Regions from separate parts of the Danio rerio genome. Here regions 2 and 3 are each linked to region 1. The links are chromatin contacts, called in public Hi-C maps. All regions are on one chromosome and are shown on one strand. Each heading gives the region's core, a stretch centred on a gene start, on an enhancer-like site or on the middle of the called end of the contact. The rest is flanking DNA. Distances are from core to core; before and after follow the strand shown. Region 1 holds the start of gli2b (GLI family zinc finger 2b). Region 2 has its middle 93 kb from the start of traf3ip2b. Region 3 overlaps gli2b (GLI family zinc finger 2b).

The links. Hi-C and Micro-C count contacts between places; a contact is called where the count stands out from the background.
Region 2: a contact with region 1 is called in a Hi-C map of hematopoietic stem cells, with 5 times the contacts expected there. The contact joins the enhancer-like site here to the promoter of gli2b in region 1. A contact is called at or near these places in 6 of 18 Hi-C or Micro-C datasets (caudal fin, embryo, fibroblasts and 2 more) and 3 of 4 datasets of contacts at active chromatin or transcription factors (caudal fin, embryo and gastrula embryo).
Region 3: a contact with region 1 is called in a Hi-C map of an unstated tissue, with 4 times the contacts expected there. The contact joins the enhancer-like site here to the promoter of gli2b in region 1. A contact is called at or near these places in 1 of 18 Hi-C or Micro-C datasets (an unstated tissue) and 1 of 4 datasets of contacts at active chromatin or transcription factors (gastrula embryo).

What each region holds. Positions count from the first base shown.
Region 1 is chr11:46,237,701-46,242,387 of GRCz12tu, reverse strand. gli2b (GLI family zinc finger 2b) reads right to left here and starts at 2,716. Exons shown (of 14, transcript NM_001015069.1): 1 at 2,395-2,716. It also overlaps a transcript of tmem63bb not described here.
Region 2 is chr11:46,447,076-46,451,762 of GRCz12tu, reverse strand. No RefSeq gene overlaps it. Among named protein-coding and RNA genes, the nearest start is that of traf3ip2b, 93 kb to the left of the region's middle. Within about 2 kb of position 2,557, at least 16 of the 62 cell types and tissues checked have an H3K27ac peak or open chromatin away from gene starts, as enhancers often do.
Region 3 is chr11:46,372,286-46,376,972 of GRCz12tu, reverse strand. The region is part of intron 9 of gli2b (GLI family zinc finger 2b); the gene reads right to left. It also overlaps a transcript of tmem63bb not described here. Among named protein-coding and RNA genes, the nearest start is that of gli2b, 130 kb to the right of the region's middle. Within about 2 kb of position 1,877, at least 4 of the 62 cell types and tissues checked have an H3K27ac peak or open chromatin away from gene starts, as enhancers often do.

The DNA of each region.
Region 1 (4,687 bases), core at 1,467-3,966:
TACCTTACTAAATATCATTAAACAAACAGTTAATCATCTATTATGCTAAAAGCCTTAATTAATGGTTTGTTAAAAGCAAAAATCTGCGTAAAGTTTATTATTCTACATCCCCAATACCTATCCTCAACTTCTACCGAAATCATTATTATTATTAGACAGATTATTAAACAGCAAATTAGTAGTTTATTAAGCTAAAAGTCTCAGTTAATGGTATGTTAATAGAAATTAAATGTCATCTTACACTCAAAAAAAAAGATCTGTCAAACTGCTTATTTAAAAATGAGCTGAATCAACACAATTATTCAGGATTTTTTGCAACAACTTAATTATTTTATGTTTAATCCACTTAAATGTGTAAAAATAAGGCAACTTAATTCCTTCATGTTGTAATAAACAAATCGATCTATGCATTTTTTTCACAATATATTAAGATATTTTCTGTTTATTAGTCCTTATAAAAGTGCTTATTCTACATCCCTAATACCTAATCCCCTCTTACTACCTTATTAATTATTATCAAATAACAAATTAATAGTTTATTGAAATAAAAGTCTTAGTTATTGGTTTGTTCATGGCAAAAAATCTGTATATAGTTTATTATTCTACATCCCCAACACCTATCCTCAACTTCTACCTAACCAATTATTATTATTAAACAGCAAATTAGTCGTTTATTTACAAAAAAATGTCATCTTACACATTTAAAAAATAATGTTTGTCAAGCTACTTATCTAAAAATGAACTGAAACAACATAATTATTCAGGATTTTTTTTTGCAACAACTTAATTATTTTATGTTCAATCCACTTAAATTTGTAAAAATAAGTCCATATTTAACCCAGCATTGGGTTTATACATGCAGCATTTGTAATCAACATCTAAAAACATCTAGTGATGACTTTTTGATCATTTCATTTCTTACATTGTGGATTGTAAATAAAAAAAAAGGATATTAAACCAATGCTGGTTAAATATGGTTGGGTCAAAAATGTATAAGTTGTACTTAACAAATCGATCCATGCATTTTTTTACAATATATTAAGATATTGTCTGTTTATTAGTACTTATAAAGTTACTTATTCTGCATTTCTAATATATATTCCCTACCAACTACCTTAATAATTATTATTAAACAACAAATTTATAGTTTATTGAGCTAAAAGTTAATGATTTGTTAATAGCAAATATCTGTATAAAGTTAATTATTCTACACCCCCAATACCTATTCTTAACTTCTACCTAAATAATTATTATTAAACAGCAAATTAGTAGTTTATTAAGCTAAAAGTCTCAGTTAGTGGATTGTTAATAGCCAAAAATGGCATCTTACATTAAAAAAAAAAGATGTTTGTCAAACTATTTATTTTAAAATGAGCTGAAAAAACAAAATTATTCAGGATTTTTTTGGAACAACTTAATTATTTTATGCTTAATCCACTTAAATTTGTAGTAGTAAGTCAACTTAATTTCTTCATGTTGTACTAAACAAAAATCTATTGTGTAAAATCATGCATTTTTACAATGCATGCATATATTGTCTGTTTATTAGTACTCATAAAGTTTCTTATTCTACATCCCTAATACCTTATTTATATCATTAAACGGCCAATTAGTAGTTTAGTAAGCTAAAAGTCTCAGTTAATGGTTTGTTAATAGCATAAATCTGTCTCTTAAGATATTTTCTGTTTATTAGTACTTATAAAGTCTCCTATTCTACATCCTTAATCCAAACTACCACCATATTAACTATAATTAAACAGCAAATTATTGGTTTATCGAGCTAAAAGTCTCAGTTAATTGTTTGTTAATAGCAAAAAAATGTGTATATTAGGATATTGTATGTTTATTAGTACTTATAAAGTTTCTTATTTTACACCCTTAATCCCAACAACAACCTTGCTAATTATTATTAAACAGCAAATTAGTAGTTTATTGCGCTAAAAGTCTCAGTAACTGTTTTATTAATAGCGAAAAAAATATATACTAAAATAAAATGTGAAGTAAAAGTTAATTTATATGCAGGTTAAAACAACCCAAGATTTTTTATTTAATTTTTTTGCATGAAATGTGAACAAGCATATAACGAGCGACCTAAAGCACACACACAGACTCTTTCTAGCACGCCTGGATGAGTAGATGTGTTCAGGATTGGTGCCTGGCACCTTCTGATCGCATCTTCCCCCATATGGATCAAATTGCAGGAGAATGTTTGGGATTCCAGTGTCAGGAGTCAAACAAGAGTCGAAAATCTCGTCTCTCCTCATCTACGATGCACTTTTAAACAACACACGCCTCAACAATAAACTTAAAACATCACGAGTCAAAACTAAAACACACTCAGATCTCCGCTAAAATATAAACATGCGCGTCCAAGCGTGTGTAGAAATGCCTTACCAGCTGTGAAGAGTGAACCAAAGCTCGCAAACACGATCAAACTCTTTCTTCACTGCAAACTTTCTGGCTCCAGCAAACAGAAGCGCGTCCCGCGAACATCCATCAAAACACGAGCGGAGAGCAGCACGGATTCAGCACATCTGCGGCGGGAATCATTCACAGAAAGTTCACTTTCTCCAACTTTTAGGCTCCATCAGTGAGAACGAGCGAGTCAAGTTGTGTTGGGCGGGATCATGTGTTGGGGAGCGCGCGGACGAGCGGGGAACTTTGGGAAATAAAAACAGCACAAGAGTTTTTGGAGAGCGCGACTGTTTGCGGTGAGACCCCGGGGTGATCTGTTTTCAACTCTCTCTCTCTCTCTCTCTCTCTCTCTCTCTCTCTCTCTCTCTCTCTCTCTCTCTCTCTCTCTCTCTCTCTCATGGGTCGGGCTTCTTCACACTGAACTCAACGCGGATGACAAAAGTTACAAGTTTTTCACAAGGTCATGCTGAAAAAATCTAATGTTGCATGAAAACCCACATAAATAAAAATACCACCGTGTTTTTGAACCATATTACACTGCCTGATATGTGTATATTACAGAATGTATGCTAATCAATGTTACAACAGCATAAAAACTGGAGTATTCTTTAATAAATGCTGTAAACTTTAGGTTTTACTACAGTAAATCATGGTGTATTGTATACAATTAGTGTAGTAAAATCTAAAAGTAACTATATCCACAAGGCCATGCAGAAAACACATCTAATGTTGCATGAAAGAAAAATACTGCAGGAAATACTATAGTGTTATTTAATACTGTTATACTATATTTTAGTTGTTTTTACAGTAAATTGTCCTGTATTGTGTAGTTTTTCAGAAAATCATGCTTTAAAAAATGTTATGTTGCATGAAAACCCACATAAAGAAAAATACAGTGTTTTTGAAACTGTAGTATTGTATTATAAATGTTGTATACTTTAAATTTCACTACAGTAAATCATGGTGTATTGTGTACAATTAGTGTAGTAAAACCAAAAACTAACTATATCCACAAGGCCATGCAGAAAACACATCTAATAGTGCATGAAAGAAAAATACTACAGTAAATATAGAGTGTTTTTGAAACTGTAGTATTCTATTATAAATGTTGTATACTTCAAATTTACTACAGTAAATCATGGTGTATTTTATACAATTAGTGTAGAAAAATCTAAAATTAACTATATCCAAAAGGCCATGCAGAAAACACATCTAATGTTGCATGAAAGAAAAATACTGCAATAAATACTAGTGTTTTTGAACCATATAATAGTTACCAACATGAAAAAATACTACAGTAAATACTATAGTGTTAATAAATACTGCAGTGTACATTATATACTATACTTTAGTCCTTACTACAGTAAATTGTCATGTATAGTTTTTCACAATGTCATGCTGAAAAAAAATGTTATGTTGCATGAAAACCCACATAAAGAAAAATACAGTGTTTTTGAAACTGTAGTATTCTTAAATGAATGCTGTAAACTTTAGATTTCACTACAGTGTGCTGCGTCCGACAGATTGCACTATCATGTTTTTCTCTTTTTCTTCATTCTTTTATATCACATTTTACCTGTTGTTATGTTTTGTTTTGTTTTTACGCATTTTTATTATTTGTTTTTATATTTATTTTACTTGTTTCTTTTATTCTTGTTTATGTAAAGCACTTTGAATTGCCATTGTGTATGAAATGTGCTATATAAATAAACTTGCCTTGCCTTGCCTTACAGTAAATCATGGTGTATTGTGTACAATTAGTGTAGTAAAATCTAAAACTAACTATATCCACAAGTCATGCTGAAAACACATCTAATGTTGCATGAAAGAAAAATACTGCAATAAATACTAGTGTTTTTGAACCATATAATAGTTACCAACATGAAAAAATACTACAGTAAATACTATAGTGTTAATAAATACTGCAGTGTACATTATATACTATACTTTAGTCCTTACTACAGTAAATTGTCCTGTATTGTATAGTTTTTCACAATGTCATGCTGAAAAAAAATGTTATGTTGCATGAAAACCCACATAAAGAAAAATACAGTGTTTTTGAAACTGTAGTATTCTTTAATAAATGCTGTAAACTTTAGATTTCACTATAGTAAATCATGGTGTATTGTGTACAGTTAGTGTGGTAAAATCTAAAAGTAACTATATCCACAAGGCCATGCAGAAAACACATCTAATGTTGCATGAAAGAAAAATACTGCAGGAAATACTATAGTGTTATTTAATACTGCAGTGTACATTATATACTATACTT
Region 2 (4,687 bases), core at 1,308-3,807, 210 kb before region 1:
GAACACTAAATCATCTTTATTTTTTTAATGACTTTAACAGTCATTAATTAAAACAGTAGAAACATGGTCAACCATTTGGTAGAGCAGGCAGTTAAAGGGTTAATGCTGAGATGCAGATGGGAAAAATGTCTTAAATTCATTTGGACACATTTTATCTTTTGTCATAAATAAAATTCCATTACTGAACAACTATGTATTGCTGTAGAATTATTTTAATTTTAGTGATTTTAATCAGCAGTTTCTAGATTAAATTTCTGACCCATTTTGGGTTACATTCAACCCAGCAGTGTAGTAATAGTTGGGTTAAAATCCCAACCCAGCATGCTGGGTTAAATATGTAACCCAACATGTTGGGTTAAAGTAACCCAGTGTTGGGTTTGTCCCTTTTTTACCCAGCGCTGGGTTACCAAAACAACCCAAATTGGGTTGTTTTCAAGCCAGCAGTTTTTAGAGTGTGGGAAACATTTGAAAGAATATATATACAAATATTTTTGAGCTGTATTTATACAATGATATACTGTATTTTTTAAACAATTAATCATTCAATTAGAGCCTGAATATTGCTGGACTCCCACAAAAGCCATAAAACATTGTTTATTTAATTAGCATGTTTGCTTTACTGTATTTATCAATGCTTGTGATTGGTTTATTACATTTCATGCAGATGCAATGCCCTACCACCCCCCCCCCCAATCATAATAAACCTATAAATTATATGATGAAAATAGACATAGTATTGCACAAAAATTAAATAATCCAATGTTGATTTTCCCCCTCTATCATGCAGCCTTAACTCATGCCTTCAGCTTTCAATAAAATAATAAAATCACCATGAATTAAATGCATTTAATGATTTCGCTGACAATGAGGATGCAAAAGCTGTGGGGAGTTTTGCAAATGCCATTAATTATATTTAGATTGATTCAGATCATATTCAGGTGCGCATTTGCACAAAACGCATCAGTCTCCACTAGGGGGCGCGTTGTGCTGATAATCCACGGCTGAGTTTTGCACACTTGTTGCTTTCTTGTGTTATTTCACGCACTTATATTGTCTCACTGTAAGTAGGACTGTGCTGGAGTAAACCGGGCCAATGCTGATTCTATTATACACTCACATGGGAATAAAAAACACTTTTTGTGTCATCTTTAAATGCTCATTTGACTGATTTAAGCTGTTATTAAAGGTAATAAATTGAAAGCTGCATAATTCAAACTGGACTTAATTGCAAAAATAATGCAATACATTTAAAGAAATACAACAGCTTTAAATGGAGCTCATGCTAAAATTATTTGTATTTAAATTGTATCTTTTGTTTTACTACATACTTAAATTGTGTTTTATGCTGAAATACAGACTTTAATAATAAATAAAAGGTCCATAGTCGATGGACGTTTCCTATTGTTTGTCGCATTAGTATTTAATATGAATCTACTTAGTATTTAATACTAATAAACCTTAAAAAAATAAAATAAATAAATATATATATATATATATATATATATATATATATATATATATATATATATATATATATAATTAGCTTAAAGGGGCTAATATTTTATCCCAAAAATGTTTTAAAAAAATTAATAACTGCCTTGACTGTAGCCAAAATAAAACAAATAAGACTTTCTCTAGAAGAAAAAATATTATCAGACATACTGTGAAAATTTCCTTGCTCTGTTAAAAATCATTTGGGAAATATTTAAAAGAGAAAAAAGGGGGCTAATAATTCTGACTTCGTGTGTGTGTAATAACATACTATGAAAAAATGTTTCAATAAATTTTAAACAAAAAATATGTAGCCATTTATTCACATTATGATGAATAATTATACCTGAAGCCATTTGTTTCCTGATTAAAAAAAAAGACCTTGCACTTAAAAGTTTGCTCATATTTTTACAGTCAAGACTACATTTGTGAAAATGATTTTTTTTCAAAGGATTAATAATTTTTTTGAGCTCACTACACTTGAAATCTTAAGTATATGCATTTTCATGGTACATAGTTAAATTGACTCGTATTTGTAAGTGACAAGACCAAAATGCTAAATTTTAAGTTATGTTTAGTCAACTTAACTTAATGGCTTATGTAAAGACAACATTCGGGTTAACAGTGCAGAAATAAAGGTGAATTAAATATATAATAAATTTAACTGTTAAAAGCTATTAGTTACTAGTTAGGTAAAGTTATTAGTAACTAGTAAAGCAATGGTAACTTATAACCCTATAACCGAATGTGATTGTAATGCAATAATGTTCGCCTGTTGTAAAGCAGCACGTTGTAAAAATCACTATACAAATAGACTCAAATGAAACTGAACTGAATGAATATCAATATCTTCAACTGGATCTCATGCAGCATCATTTAGTGAAGTATTGATTGTGAATTAGAGTTGGCGGTGTTGCTTTACAGAGCGCTCTGTGTGTCTGTTGTGATTTAGCGCCGCTGTAAAGCATGTCTTCCTCTGAGCTGCTGGATTTATGATAGTGTTCGGCTCCAGGCCTCAGATCTGCTTCAGCTCGGGCCACCTTTGACCCCAGGGCCGCCGGGACTCCAGCTCCGCCCTGATTGGCTGAGAGCAGGATTTGAAGCGTTTTTTGCTCGGTGTATTTAAGAGCGACTGGGCCGCGGCCAGAGCGCACATCTGTTTCAAATTGCCACCTCTGCTAATTACGTGCGATTTCTTTTGTTTGTTATTGTTTGCTTTGTGATCCATAAACAAGGTTTAATGGCGGAGGCCTGCGCCGCATCACCGGGGGGCATGTTTGCGCTTCGCTTTCATGTCTCGCAGTAAAATGACCCGTTTCTTTTTTTTGTGAAATATGAAAAGAGAAATGCGCAGATTACTTTGTGCACTGCCAAACATGTTTCCTAACGTTTAATCTAACAGCTCGGAGGATACTGAATGATTTTGATCCACCGGTGTTTATTTGCATGCACTGTCAAAAAGTCAAGACAACAAAAATGTTCATGTTGAGTTAATCAGATTTTAACTACATTTTTAAAGAGCCCCTATTATAGGTTATTGAAAATGATCTGTGTAACACAGCTCTGAGTGAATGAACACATCCAGGTTTAAATCTGAAAGTGCTCCTTGTTTAAAACTATTGACTCTTTAGTCGACTCAGAGTTGAATAAACGAATCGTGTTGGGTTCGGATTAGGGCTGCAACAACGAATCAATTAAATTGATAAAAATCGATTATGGCAGTGGCGCAGTAGGTAGTGCTGTCGCCTCACAGCAAGAAGGTCGCTGGTTCGAACCTCGACTCAGTTGGCGTTTCTGTGTGGAGTATGCATGTTCTCCCTGCGTTCGCGTGGGTTTCCTCCGGGTGCTCCGGTTTCCCCCACAGTCCAAAGACATGCGGTACAGGTGAATTGGGTAGGCTAAATTGTCCGTAGTGTATGAGTGTGTGTGTGAATCTGTGTGTGGATGTTTCCCAGAGATGGGTTGCGGCTGGAAGGGCATCCGCTGTGTAAAAACTTGCTGGATAAGTTGGCGGTTCATTCCCCTGTGGCGACCCCGGATTAATAAAGGGACTAAGCCGACAAGAAAATGAATGAATGAATGAATTTTTTACACTGACACGTATTTGATTATCAGATTTATTAAACTGCAATGGTAATTATACACACAATAGGAAATAAAGATTACGTCAAACAATTTGGTAAACAAAGACAAACAGCGTACGACACCGTAACATAACTAAAGACAATTATAAAAGGTAACAAAATAACACTGCCAAAATAATACACCTGAGAACAAACAATAGATTTATAAGACCAAAAACTGTCCGTTAGATATGCACAAGATGTATTAAATAACATGTTAACAAAAATGGAGTGATGAGGTATAGCGGTACATCCGAGATGGCCTGGCCGAAGTAAAGCTGCTCTGGCGGGGGAGCTGATGACGGAGCTCCCGCTGGCAGGCTGGGAGTCAGAGTCCGCATAAGTTGAGCCACATCGTTAAAGAAGCGCTATCTTTGTGAATAAACTGCTGATTCGAGTTTAAAACAACTACATTCTCACCTGAAAACTCTTAAAACTTTATTTTGTGAAACAGTAAAGGAGTATTTTTAAAACCGTGCTGGTTTCCTCCTTGCTGGTTACGCTGCAATGCATTCTGGGATACCTGAGCTTCGCAAGTTCGCACAAGTCACCTCTCGATGCATTCTTGGCCAAAGGGGCAGAGCAAGTACACGGTTGATGACGTTTCACGAGGACACAAGAATGCAAGTACAGACAAGAACGCATATTGAGAAACAGCCTCAGTCAGCCTCCTGCCTGCTCTCTAACACAAAATCTGACAAGTGTCTGTAACGAGTGAAAACGGGGTGCGGCTCCTTTAAGAGACATCGCTATTGCGTGTGTCTATGTGAGTGCGTGAATGTGTGAACTGTTTGTAAAGCGCATGACTTTCTTTTTCTCTGATGCTCGGATTAAGTTATTTTCTGTAATATATCTTGACAGAAGAACAAAGCACAAGATGTGGGATGCTACCTGTGTGAGCCTTGATTTATTTTTCTGATGCTACACGAGTTAGATGAGCTATCCTGAATTTTTTTTCAATTCAACGCATTACTCGGCATCTTTCTAGAAAATTTAAGCGACTTCTATAGAAAACACGGCTCGAAATTGCGACCATTTTGGACGCATATGCACTCGAAATTTAAGCTATGCGA
Region 3 (4,687 bases), core at 628-3,127, 140 kb before region 1:
TACCAGGCCAGCCAAGAGACATAGTCCCTCCAGCATGTCCTGGGTCTTCCCCAAAGCCTCCTCCTAGTGGAACATGCCTGGAACACCCTAGGTAGGCGTCCAGGCGGCATCCGAAACAGATGCCTGAGCCACCTCAGCTGACTTCTCTAGATGTGGAGGAGCAGCGGCTCTACTCCGAGCTCCTCCCGGGTTTCAGAGCTCCTCACCCTGTCTAATAGTGTGCGCCCTGCCACCCCGCGAAGGAAACTGATTTCGGCAGCTTATATCTGAGATCTTGTCCTTTGAGTCATGACCCAAAGCTCATGACCATAGGTGAGAGTAGGAACTTAGTAACTTTTTTATTTCATATATTAAGGTTTTAGTTATGATACTCCCAAAATCATTCCACATAAATCCGCAGAGTCTTTACAAAATTCTCAGCAGAAATGGCAAAAAAAGTTCGCAGATTCTGTCTGGCCCTAGTGATCAGTAATGAAAGTGTCTCCAGTAATGCACAATGCTTGTTAGAGGCTTAACAAAACAGCAAGAGCTGGAGAAAATAAAGCAGTGTGTGTCTAATAGAGCCATTCATCCATCAGTGCATCTGTCAGAATGTGACGGGGTGTGTGTGTGTGTGTGTGTGTGTGTGTGTGTGTGTGTGTGTGTGTGTGTGTGACTGTGAGACAATGCAATTAACGACAAACACTTTCTAAATCCGCACTGCATTTGTTCATCTCAGGAGATCAAACAGCCGCCAGCCTGTGTGTCTCAATCACTAAAGATTCAGTGAATCAACTTTGTTCTGAACCGTCTAAATGAATCCTTTAAACACACACACATCCTGCAAAATGGAGTTTTTAATGTTCAGAGGGTCTTAAATGAAGATCTGAGAGTTCAGAAGATGATAAATGACAATTCAATCAATGAAACTGAAGGAACAAAATGTCAAATGTAAAAAAAAGAATTGATTCAAAAGAGTTGGTTAACTCTAAAACAACCTTCCTACTGTTCAGTCACATTTCATTCCTTCATTCTTTCATTCATTTATTCATTTCATTCTTATTTATTCATTCATTTTTATTCTGTGTCTTTTACACAGGAGATGCCCCTCCAGTTGCAACCCAATACTGGGAAACACCCATACACACTCATACACTACAGCCAGTTTAGTTCATCAGTTCCCCTATAGCACATGTGTTTGGACTGTGGGGGAAACCGGAGCACCCGGAGGAAACCCACACCAACACGGGGAGAACATGCAAACTCCACACTGTAATGCAAACTGACCCAGCTGGGACTCATACTAGCGACCTTCTTGCTGTGAAGCGATCGTGCTACCCACTGTGCTGCCCCTCAGTCAGATTTGTACATAAGTATAATAAAATACAGGTGATACACACAGATACACACAGGAACACACACACACGCACGCACACTCACACACACATATATATATATATATATATACTAATACGAACAAAGCCACATGTGCTTGCGCGCACACACACACACACACACACACACACACACACACACACACTGAGACTATAACACACATACTGACACACACACACAATCACTGATAACAACTTGTTACTGGTGTGTAGAGGAATAAAGAGAGATTGTGTGTATGTGTGTGTTGTGTTGAATTTGCGTGTGTGGGTGCATGCATGTGTGTGTGTGTGTGTATGTGCATGTGTTGTGTGTGAAGTGGTGTGTTTTGTGTTGAATGTGTGTGCATGCATATTGTGTTTTGTTGAATGTGCATGTGTGTTGCATGTGTTGTGTTAAATGTTTGTGCATGCATGTGTTTGTGTGTGTGTGTGTGTGTGTGTTTTTGTGTGTGTACATGTAGGTGTTTTGGACTGTACAGTATGTCCGTAAGTGCATGTGGGTGTGTGTGCCTGTGTGTGACTTTGTGTGTATGTGTGTGTCTCAGTGTGTGTGTGTGTGTGTGTGTGTGACGGACAGTCTCTTTCTCTCTCTGTACGCTCCACTGCTTGTCTGGAATGCTCCAGAAACTGCTGGTTCCCCACACAGGAGCAGTGCATGCTGGGATTGATCATCCGTCTCAGGAAAGCACATTAAACATCACACAGAGAGCAGTCAGCCGTGAACACACACACCTTTGACCCATTTCACCCCCTAAACCCAGCCACATCACTCAGTCTGATCAACAATCTGCGATTATTCTATCCTTATTATATCATTTATATTCATTTATTCATTTTCTTTTCGGCTTAGTCCCATTATTAATCAGGGTTTCCACAGTGGAATGAACCGCCAACTATTCCAACATATGTTTTACACAGCGGATGCCCTTCTAGATGCAACCCAGTACTGGGAAATACCCATACACACTCATTCACACACACACTACGGCCAATTTATTTCATCAATTCCCCTATAGCGCATGTGTTTTGACTGTGGGGTAAACCGGAGCACCCGGAGGAAACCCACGCCAACACGGGGAGAACATGCAAACTCCACACAGAAAATGCCAACTGACCCAGCCGGGACTCGAACCAGCAACCTTCTTGCTAACCACTGAGCCAGCATGTCGTCTGACTCTTATTTTAATGAACATGATGTTTCATAAATCTGTTTTGTTAAACTCTGCGTGCGTGCGTGCGTGCGTGCGTGCGTGGTACTGGGTCCGTGACATTGTTTACTTCTGCATTCTTTAAATTGTCAAGGTCTGTACTGGCCCAATAGCACCATAAGTAGTTCCGTTCTCTCATCAGTTGGAATAGAATAACTTTTGCATAGATTATGATGACATTTTTTTCCTCTGATTACTGAAATGTGCAGTAACCACCAAAATAAATGACAACAACCCAGACCACACAGAACCTAAAAGGTTTCACTTTCAAATTTGAGTCTACAAAAAAAAAAAAGAGGGGGTTCGGAGAGGTTTTTTTTATAACACAGACCACATATACAATTATTTTAATCACTTTCAACAGTGTTTTATAAAAATTTAAAGGGTTTTCTTTAAAATAAAAACCATTTTTTTTGCATTTACACCTCTGCATGTGGATTTTGGAAAGCTTTTAATATTGGGTAGGCAAAATAAAGGTGGAAACCCTAAAATAGCTCTTGACTTTAAGAGGTTAAATGCACCAGAAGTGATTGCCTATTGACCTTATTCTAAAATGCGGAAGTGCGCCTGTTTTTGTGATTGTCTTAGATCTTCCGTTTCAGTCGCCTATGGGAGAAATGACACGGAATAATAAACGGCAAAAAACGGTCAAAGTACTTGCTCTACAAAACAAATGTTTGCATGACTATACAGACCAAGTAGAATAATATAACAAGAAAATATCAGTTTGCAACATCAAACAGCGAAACGAGCAGTTTTTAATGTCTAAAAATGAATGGAAGTAAATAAGACCGGAAGTCTCGTGCCAAAAAGATTCAAATGGCAGCGCCTGCTCGTCTGCGGAGAATAAGGTCAATAATCACTGAAAAATGGATAAAAATATTCATTTTCGAAAGGGAATTTTTCACAGTATTTCCTATAATATTTTATCTTCTGGACAAAGTCTTTTTGGTTTTATTTCAGCTGAAATAAAATCTGTTTTTAATTGTTTTAAAGCCATTTTAAGGTCAATTTTATTAGCCCCTTCAGCAATATTAGTTTTGTATTGTCTCCAGCAGAGGTGGGTAGAGTATCCAAAATCTACACCCAAGTAAAAGTACTTGCGAGAATGTTTACTCAAGTAAAAGTAAAAGTAACAATCTTAAAAGTTACTCGATCAAAAGTAAAAAAAGTATTAGATGACAAAATTAACTAAACAAAATAATTATTTGAATTATTTAGCCTGATATGTTTACTGTTAAGTTTTTCTCTTCTTTTTTCATTGTGTTTTTTAACTCATTTAATCTGATTTTAATCACTGTTATCATTTGTTTTTAATTTTATTATACTTGTCTCTTATTCATGTTTATGTAAAGCTCTTTGATTTGCCGCTGTGTATGAAATGTCTTATAGAAATAAACTTGCCTTGCCTACATTACTACATTGTTCACCTGTGGTCTTCAGAAGTTGCTCAGTTTCACCTGAACAATTCAGATCATCTAGACAGACTAATGCTGTGTCCTTTAGGTCAGAGGTCAGTGACACCTTGAAGGGCCATGAGACCCCCTCGTTTCAGCAGGATGTTTTCACACCTCTACTTTGGAAAAAGTCAGAAAAGTGGGCGTGTCCAGCTCTGTTTAGGGGGGAGTGTCGGAGGAACTGAAGAGGGATGGTGTGGGAGTGTCTATTTGGGCACGAGCGAGTTTCAGAGTCAAAATACACACACACACACACACACACGAGAAAGTGATGGTTTTTAACCTACATGGACATCTGTAGTCGAATTATTTGCCAAATTATTAAATGGTGGACTTTAACTGCAGTTTGGCTCTTTCATTCAAGGAATTTATTCATGTCCCTCGCGACAAACGAGATATTTGACTCGAGGAACTGCTGTAAGCGTGTATTTTTCATGCAATGTTTGATACCGCACGGCGAATGAGAGAAAAAAAAAACTCAGCATTTCCCGGAAACTTAGATGCACACGGCAGGTAGCGTCAGAAAGCCGCGTGTTTTATCTTGGTGCAATAGTTAACTTAATTCGATATGAACAAACTGAATAAACAAAGAGCACTGGTCGCTCACTTACCAAATCTGTAGAGACAGGACAATCACCAGCAACTAGAG